Regions from separate parts of the Hordeum vulgare genome. Here region 1 is linked to region 2. Evidence: chromatin contacts called from public Hi-C data. All regions are on one chromosome and are shown on one strand. Each heading gives the region's core, a stretch centred on a gene start, on an enhancer-like site or on the middle of the called end of the contact. The rest is flanking DNA. Distances are from core to core; before and after follow the strand shown. Region 1 has its middle 130 kb from the start of LOC123413411. Region 2 holds the start of LOC123443693 (ethylene-responsive transcription factor 8-like).

Evidence for each region. A called contact is a pair of places that touch in the nucleus more often than the background predicts.
Region 1: a Hi-C map of leaf shows a contact between it and region 2, with 4 times the contacts expected there. The contact joins the enhancer-like site here to the promoter of LOC123443693 in region 2. A contact is called at or near these places in 2 of 6 Hi-C or Micro-C datasets (leaf and seedling) and 1 of 1 datasets of contacts at active chromatin or transcription factors (embryo).

The regions. Positions count from the first base shown.
Region 1 is chr1H:444,443,008-444,448,189 of MorexV3_pseudomolecules_assembly, forward strand. No RefSeq gene overlaps it. Among protein-coding and RNA genes, the nearest start is that of LOC123413411, 130 kb to the left of the region's middle. Within about 2 kb of position 1,339, at least 1 of the 3 cell types and tissues checked has open chromatin away from gene starts, as enhancers often do. A contact at or near this core is called in leaf, where this site is marked.
Region 2 is chr1H:444,186,970-444,191,958 of MorexV3_pseudomolecules_assembly, forward strand. It overlaps LOC123443693 (ethylene-responsive transcription factor 8-like), which reads left to right and starts at 3,525. Exons shown (of 1, transcript XM_045120195.1): 1 at 3,525-4,658. The coding sequence starts at 3,665. The coding sequence ends at 4,363.

The sequences.
Region 1 (5,182 bases), core at 89-2,588, 250 kb after region 2:
AACTTCTCAACAACATGAATTCCAACTATTCCCAATGGCACACTGAGCACGCTCGAACATGGCTCTCAACCATACCTCGTGATACCACTTGTTAGGAAATACGTGAATAGATCATTGCAACAAAGTAGACGGAGCACGCGATAATTTGTTAACGAGGTTCACCATCGTGGCTAACCTTGGGCATGATTATGGGCGCACCTACTCATGTACCAAATCACAAGATACATATTGACGATAAGGAGTGAGAGGCCACCAAACAATGCTCCAACCTCTGTGTTATGGTTGGTCCGGCCACCCCTAACATGGGCACCTCGATCGTCCCTCTTGTGATCTTCATTTAGTGTAATTTGGCTACCTGCGGTGGCCTTATACAGTACTCCCTGGTTACACGTGTCTGACTCAAACACCTAACCCTCCGCGTACTCCAAGTCTAATTGTAGCCCAATACACATATTCAAAACAATTTTAGAAGGAGCAAATAGGATACACGGAAGAACTCGGAGAATAGGATAAAGAATGCTGGCACCGCCGAGCGAAGATGTTATCGCTGCTTACGTACTCGTCGCTGAAGGAGCGACCCAAGAAGAAGATCATTAAGGAGAGTAATGGTGGCGGCCACACGACGAGTTAAAGATGGTTAAATAGGGCAAACGAATCGCTAGGAGGTGACCCAATTCTTCATGTTGTTTTTTTGTTGGGACGCTTGCAGGCTCGTACCATCTCGTCACTCACACAACCTCAACACCAATTTCTCCCTCCCTACACACTCATAGCCGAACTGGGTGGAAATGGGCGACCCATCTATTTCTCGTGGGGCAGGCTGAGAGGTTCTTTGAGTATTGTGCTATGAAGGAATAATAGTGCGCACCATGGTTTTAAATATCGGATATCAGTTTCACTTTTGGTTTTCCTTGGACATGTTATTGGATGCTGGACATCGGTTGATATATCGCGTGTTATGTACATATATGGAAGAAAATAATAAATGTTTTTCATTATTTTTGTTCAAAACATGTCATGCTGGTAAAAAAATGTTTGATGTCAATGCTTTAGCACAACAAATTTAGATTCCCAGTTCAATAATTAAGTTGTTATATAATACAGTATTTAAGAATGATTCAAAAAATCCTTACTTTGATACTAAAACAATATGTTATATATGCCTTTCTACAAAACATTATGAATGCCTTTGATAACATGAATTAGTTGTAAGCACATAATCTTATTTTAAGTGCTTTCTAGTAAATAATTGTCGTCATCTATCTATCGGTCAATATCGGGCGGACCTATCGTGTTAGCTATGGAGCATATTGTTGACAATTCAGTCCATATTGGATGATATGTGTAAAAATTAATATTTAGAAAATGATATGTTATGTTCATATCAGTACAGCCCACATGCTAATATATCAACCGATATAACTTTCACATCGTACTAAATTTGAAAGCTTGGTGCCCACAAGCAACCCAATAGGCCAAAATTATATTCCCATAGCCTACTAGAGGGTATGGAGTCTACCAAACACGACATTAGAGTATTTGTGTGGCTTGCTTGTGTTCAAGGTTTCATGTAGTCTTTTAATGTTCTTCGTAATCTTCTTGAGTCACTTCCAAAATAATTTCACTCGATTTATTTTATCTCTACTCCTATAAAAAGACCTATTTGATGATGATGTGTTGTTTGTCGTCTATGGTTTATGTCGAATCGATATACATCTAACGTGTGTGATATAGGTATGTCATTTTTATATAGTACCCCGTCATTCCACTCAACATTTACAAAAAAACACTTTAGTCTCTTCGGACCAGCCTCATCACTCCCTCCATATCATTCTAGCGAATGAAACTATATATATATATATATATATATATATATATATATATATATATATATATATATATATATATATATGAAAAATACAACCTACCACCTAGTGGTAGTTACCCCACATGTCTAGTAGACTATCATGTGGTAGTATATATACTACTTTTTCATTGTAAGTATGTAGATATAATATATATAAGATACTTTAAAATAAGTTACATGAAAAACATTCAAGTCGGTCCATGATTTTTATTATATTTGTGAAATATGTATATATTTATACGTAAAAAGGAGGTATACACAAAATTCGAGACATACTATCAAAAAAGTAGTATATACTTCCTAAATAATATTATATGCTACATACTACGCGTACATACTCTTCAATTTAATAGATATTACATACAACATATAAAACACGAGTGATGATACCTATCACCGGTGGTAAATAAAATTTGTGTGTGTGTGTGTGTGTGTGTGTATATAGAGAGAGAGACTCTATTCATTACCTAGGGTGCAGAATAGTTTATTTTTCACCAGAGATAATCTTACGATCAATTAACAAATAAATTACATTTGAAATACAAATAGTTACATTTATATTAAATCAGTACATAAAATTTGACAAAAAAAACAAAAAAAAAGGTCACAAGACTAGAAAAAATTAAATTTATAGTATTTTTTACACTATTTTCGTATGTTCGTAATTTTATGTGACATAAAATATTTTTATGTTCATTATATTTTTTACGGTCTCTTTTTACGTATAAAATAAGACAAAATTTACAAAATGTAAATTACGGTGCAATTATATATATATATATATATATATATATATATATATATATATATATATATATATATATATATATATATATATAAACACTATTCATCATCCAGGGTGTAGAATAGTTTATTCTTCACCCGAGATAATCTTATGATCAATTGACAAATAATTTACATTCAAAATACAAATAGTTACATTTATATTGAATTGCTATGTAAAATTTGACAAAAGAAAAACAAAAATATAAATCACAAGAATAGAAAAAATTAAATTTATTCTATTTTTTGCACTATTTTCGTATATTCGCAATTTTACGTCACATGAAATATTTTTTGGTTGATTATATCTTTTACGGTCTCTTTTTATGTGTAAAGTAAGACCAAATTTACAAAACATAAAATTACAGTGCATTGATGTTAAAATAGAGGAGGTGAAGAATAATTATTTCTCATCCAGGATGACGAATAGCGCGACCCTATATATATATATATAGATGTCTCGACACCTTGATTGGGTCCAACCCGTTAATACATTTTAGGCAAATGGACTACAACAATTCTGATTTGTTTCCTAATTTATTTGCATGCCATGTTTTCCATATTTGAGATGGCATCAAATGTTTCCAATCGGATAATTTAGTATATTTCTTTATTTGTTTTCTTGTCTCATACATTTTTACACACAGATAATTCTGTATATTGTCCCTACATATCTGCTTGCACACATACCCGTACAACAATTGGGTATTATACCCACCTTTTTACGTCAACATGCCTACCTATTTGTGAATACAAATTTAAAAAAATAGGTATAATACCTATGTATTATTGGCATATATAATCATAAATTTTATCCAACGTATATAGTTCCAAAGAAATAGCATGAGTATGCGTAAAACTGAATATATATTGACTACTCGCAATTACGCATATTCGTATATATTCTGGGTATATACCTACACAAAAATCTCATGGGTATGTACTAAATAAATAAAGTCGAACATACCTAATGTAATGGTGCAGATTAAATACTTTGGATATGTACTAGCAAAAGGACCCGTGCGTTGCAACGGGAAAAAAACAATTACAATCTTCAATGGTGCTGATCATATTATGTCTTTAAATTTTTAGGACATTTCTTGAAATGCATGAACATTTTTTGAATTCGCAACATTTTTTTTATTGCACTCAAAAAATAACACACAAACTTTTAAAAAAAGTCATGGACTTTTATTGTTTTCAGCAACATTGTTTCAAATTTATGAACATTTTTCTGAATATGCGAATATTTTCATAAAAATCCTGAGCATTTTTTGAGTTCACAAACATTTTATTTTTTCTTCAAACTTTTATTTCAAAATTCCCAGTTTTATAAATTGCAAAAGTTTTTCAAAGTTCTAAATTATTTAAACTAAAAAATAGAACAGAAAAATGGAAATAGAAAATGAGACTAAAAACAGAGGCACGAACTGTTTTTAAGATTTTTACACGGATTTTTGTTTAAAATCGTTCACTTTTTTATTTTATAGACATTTTCTCAAAGTTTAAACATTTTTTATATGCAAACATTTTTCAAAACTCTTAGTAGTTTTTGAATTCTCAAAAAATATATCTTTTTTTGAATATTTTATTTTGAAATTCTCAGTTTCTTAAAATTGAGAAAAGTTGTTTGAAGTTCTAAATTATTTAAAGTAGAAAAACTAAATGAAACTGGAAAGAAAAATAAAAAAACTAAACTAAAAAACAGGCGCCCACGCATGGGCCGGCCCAAACAGGTGTGCTTCATCTTTTTCCAACGCCTAGAGCGTAATATAGGAGGTGCCTACATGGACCGGCCCAGTCCGGAGATTTTTCCTGTTTGAAACGTTTTTTATGACTTATAGGTGGCATTGGTCGGTAATTTTAGTCAACTTTAAGGGCAATTTAGACGACGTATGGAAGAAGCATTATTTGTTTTATTAGTAGATAAGAGGTAAGATAAATGCACAAAAATAAAATGCATGCGTGCTATTATTCAAGGTATATATATAGATTAAATCTAGTCGTACGTATTAAATAAATGAATCCATACACATACCTAATCTAATAAATGCATACCAAATATTCAGGGTACGCACAAAAATGTAATGCGCACGTATGAAATATTCAGGGTACATGTATACATAAACATCTAACGTGTATGTATTAAATCAGCAAGTATGCACAACGTGCATGTACTAAATGTTCTAGATATATACATAGGAAAATATCATACGTACAAAATATTCAGGATATATACATAAAATAAAATAATGGGTATGCACTGAACAAATGAATCCATAGATAGGTAATCTAGTAGATACATACCAAATATTCGAAGTACACACAAAAATCTAACTAGTATGCATGATAGTATTTGTTCCTTCTAAATAAATGTTACCATTCATGGCGTGTTGGGCTCAGGTTAATGTCATCCATTTATGGTATGCGTTATTATTGCTTCCAAATTTAATTGTTTTCAAATCAGTAATTAGTAATGGATTGACATGTTAACTTCTATACCTGTTACAATAACATGCATCTAAATGCAAT
Region 2 (4,989 bases), core at 2,275-4,774:
ACATAAAACTTATATCATTAGAAAATAGAATATCTAAAGTTGTAATGATATAATTTTTGTTATGTATGCCTTTCATTAAGTTGATCAAATTAACGACCTAGGTACATGTGCCGGACTTGTAAACTGAGACGGAAGGAATATCTAAGACACTTTTTGTTGCAGTTACAAATGTTTCTTTAAATTAGCAAGCAAATTTAGACATGTGTCTATACTTGTTTAGTTATGTACTTACTGTTGCATACAATTAGCTGAAACCAAATGAGCATGTTATATGGAAGGAGTAATGACATCTGTTTTTGTTCGGGGATGCACTAAAATGTACAGTTGCCATCATCTCGCATACTCCCGGTGGCTAAAAAAGATAGTGACATTTAGAATGTTTTCATTCTTGTTGTAGTTAATACATTGCTACAAAGTATTGGGTGCTTTCAGATATGTTGAATGCATACACATGTTGTTACTATTAAAACAGTAGCTAAAACTTAGTGAGCATGCACATAAGGCATAAACAATGACATTCACATGTGCATGCTGTAATTAAATCCGCATACGACAAAAAAATGTAGAGTTATCGTCATCTCGCACACTCATGGTGGCTAGAATAGATTGGAGTGTTATCATTCTTGTTGTACTTAATTCATTGCTACAAAGTATTACATGCTTCTAGATATGTTGAATGCATACACATCTTGTTACTATGAAAACAATAGCTAAAGCTGAGTGAACACACTCATATGGCATAAACGATGTCATTCATATCTGCATGTTTAATAAAATCTACATATGAGAAAGATATAGAATTCTCATCATCTCGCACACTTACTATGGCTAGAATAGACAGTAACAATTGGAGTGTTGTCGTTTTTTTCGTAGTTAATACATTGCTACAAAGTATTAGGAGCTTTGAGATATGTTGAATGCATATACATGTTGTTACTATTAAAACAATATCTAAAACTAAGTGAGCAGGCACATCCGGTATAACCGATGACATTCATGTCTGCATGGTATAATAAAATTCGCAAACAAAAAAAATAGAATTCTCGTCATCACCCGCACTCACGGTGGCTAGGATAGATAGTGACAATTGGAGTGTTATCATTCTTGTTGTGGTTAATACATTGCTACAAACTATTAGGAGCCTTCAGATATGTTGAATGCATACACATATTGTTACTAAGAGTAGCTAAAACTGAGTGAGTAGGCACATATGGCATAACTGATGAGATTCATATATGCAAGCTATAATAAAATCCGCAAAGGGCAAAATGAAATGTAGAGTTATCATCATGCCGCACATGCAAGGTGGCTAGAATAGATAGTGACAATTGGGTTGTTATCATTACTGTTGTAGTTAATACATTTTCACAAAGTATTAGGTGCTTTCAGATACGTTGAATGCATACACATGTTATTACTATAAAAATAACAACTAAGAAAGAGTGAGCATGCACATATGGCATAATCGATGACATTCATATCTGCATGCTATAATACAATCCGCATATGACAGAAAAATGTAGAGTTATCGTCGTCTCGTACACTAATTGTCACGATGGCTAGAATGATAGTGACAATTGGTCTGTTACCATTCATGTTGTAGTTAGTACATTGCTACAAAGTATTGGTTGTTTTCAGATATGTTTAATGCATACACATGTTGTTACTATTAGAACAATAGCTAAAATTGAGTGAGCAAACACATATGGCATAACCAACATTCATATATGCCTAGTATAGTAAAATCCGCATATGTAAAAAGAGATAACAGGAAGCATCTTCATTGCACTTAATATGTCGCTACAAATTACTATCTTGATATAAATGTATCGTCCAACATTAATTAAAATTTGAGAGCATTTTATGTCGCAAAAAAATATTTCCATTTTAGAATGAAGTGTAGCTTAGTCATCATCCTACACAATCATGGCTAGCTATTACTTTCACAAACATTTACGACAAAACATTAGCTAGAACCGAGTGAGCATACCCTTATTGATATGGACATGACCCCTATAGAGATGACCATACTTATTATGGACAAAGAGAATTATCAGGTGAATTCTAATATAAATTATATATACTAGAATTCACGTGATAATTGTCTTTGCACGTAATAATTATGGTTATATCTATAGGGTCATGTCCAAATCACTTATGACACAACCGACGACATTTGCTTTGTTTATGGTTACAGAAAAATGTAGAGCTATCGTCCAGTCACACACTCAAATCTACGCGATATTATTAAATATGCATACGACATATAAAAAATAACGATAAGTATTTCATTGCACTTAAAAATGTTGCTTCAATTACCACATGATACCCAATTTTGTTTAGATTGTAGTGAATTGTAACGCTATCATTGTCGTACACAATCATATCTCATCACGCACACTCAGAGCGAGCTACTACCATCACAGTTACAAAACAAATGAATACATTTTGTTATAACTTATATGCTACCATAAGTTTGTAAACGTTTTTTAGATACTCCTATGTTGATACCATTGGCTTAGACATGTTACTATTCACACTTCATTTATCACAATTGAACGACCACAATGAGAAGTCATGGATAACAAAAAGATAAATAGAACAAATAAAGTAATACTATAGATTGGATAGCATCTTTCTCCAAGGAAGAGTTTGCTGGAGCTAACCTAAACCACTACCATCTTCCTCGACTCACTACAAGTGAGGCAGTTAGTTCCCCTTCCTTTTGCCGGATCGTAGGTTGTGTTAGGGTGAGCAAACCCCAAATAAGCGATTATGACTTGTAGTCCGTTGGTGTTAGTCTCTTTTGGCGGCACTTTGGTGCTGAAGATGAAGCCATGGAGGATAGTTCTATTGCAGCTTTGTCCCTACCATGGTAGTGTTGATTTGAACGACGTTGACGCGTTGGCAACCACGTGATCTTATCGACCGACGCGGTTCACAATTGATTATCAGCCGTGTTTATTTGGGAGGTGTCAGCGCCTTGATGCCTTTTTTGTGGTGACCTTTGTCATGTAATCCAGCATCATCCTCTTCTCTAGGCCCTTGCTCGTCCCGGATGGACGTCACTTCCGTTTCATGGCAGGGTTCGATGATTTCTCAGTTGCATGTGTGGATGAAACTTTATTGTTACAACAATGGCGCGAAACTATAGTTGTTGCTACAATGGACGTGTCATTGGTATAGGTTCGCGAAGAAGACACATCCCATAATTCAATTGCTGGTGTGCTTCTTTTGTGTGTTTTATTCATTTTATTTAGTTGCTTTTATGCATTTTCTAGTGCACACAAACTTCATGCCCAACGCGTGACCGAGAAGGGACGGAACCACAAAATTTGTAACGGATCCAGGGTTGGGGCAATTCCGCGGATCCAGAGGGTCCGGATGAAAAAGCGGGCGTTACAATTGTAATGCCGCCACGCTAAAAGACGAGGGGCGGCGGCGCGGACAGTCAAACCGCTCCCGACTGCGCCGAGTTTTATTCCCTCCTCTTGCCGCTCCACCACTCGCTCCCCATTTCCTCCCTTTTTAACCAGCTGCTCCCCCCCACCCCCTATAATAAGGAGCGTCCCTCCTCCCTCTCTCCCACCTCCCAGATCCTGCACGCCATCCATCAGCTTGATACGCACACACCCATCCGCAACAAGAAAAAGAAAGGGAAGCCATGGCGCCCAGGACGTCCGACAAGACGGCGACGCCGCCTGCTGCCGCGGTCGCCGCGACCGGCCTGGCGCTCGGCGTCGGCGGCGGCGCCAACGGTGGAGGCGTCGGCCCGCACTACAGGGGCGTGAGGAAGCGCCCGTGGGGCCGGTACGCGGCGGAGATCCGCGACCCGGCCAAGAAGAGCCGGGTGTGGCTCGGCACGTACGACACGGCCGAGGAGGCCGCGCGGGCCTACGACGCCGCCGCGCGCGAGTACCGCGGCAACAAGGCCAAGACCAACTTCCCCTTCGCCTCCGCGCCGCCCGCCGCAGCCCTCACCGGCGACGGCAGCCGGAGCAGCAACAGCAGCACCGTGGACTCCTTCGGCGGCGACGTGCAGGCACCCATGCAGGCCATGCCGCTCCCTCCCTCCGTCGAGCTCGACCTGTTCCACCGCGCGGCCAGCACCGCCGGGGCCGGCATGCGGTTCCCTTTCAGCGGCTACCCCGTTTCGCACCCGTACTACTTCTTCGGACAGGCCGCGGCGGCCGCCGCCGCCGGCTGCCACATGTACAACCTGGCCCCGAAGGTCACCGTGGCGTCCGTGTCCCCGAGCGACTCCGACTCCTCGTCGATCGTGGATCTGGCGCCGTCGCCGCCCGCAAGGAAGCCCGTCCCTTTTGATCTTGACCTGAACTGCCCGCCGCCGGCCGAGCACTGATCGGTGGCCCGAGTTTATTTAGATGATATGACTGCTAGTTTTCTTTCGTCTCCTTTTTCTTTTTCTCTCCCTAGAAGGAAGAAAAAACTCCATGTACCTCCATGATGCTTAGTTGAGGCCCCCTTGCATAACAACGGCAGGGGCAGATCTGTAAATACGGTTTCTTTTTTTCGCCGGAGAGTAGTTGGCTTGAGCAAGAGAGCCAGAGAGATGGATGTATTGTCGCCCAAGACAGATCCTGCCGGCGTTGTTATGGACCGAATTATAATGAGTTACTTCTACTTTGACAGCCCAAGCGACCACTCGTATTTACTCTCTACTAGTACTCAGTTATTGAAGCATTTTATAGCAGATCTTTTGCTGAAACGGAAGATACCCCGAGTAGTAGATGGAGCAGAGTAAGTGCGTTTGGGTGGGTTTGCGCCCGTCGTCTCGTCTCGTCTGGCCGCTTGCTTGCGACCCATGCCACATCGTCATTATTGGCCGGTGGAAGAAAGGTCGGGTCGGGTCGGGTCAGCTCGTGCGTGCGCTGCATGGATCCATGCTCGGCCCCCACTACGTGTCCAATTTACTGCTGCTCCTACCACTCCATATCGCGCTCACGATGAATCGCAATAATAATAAAC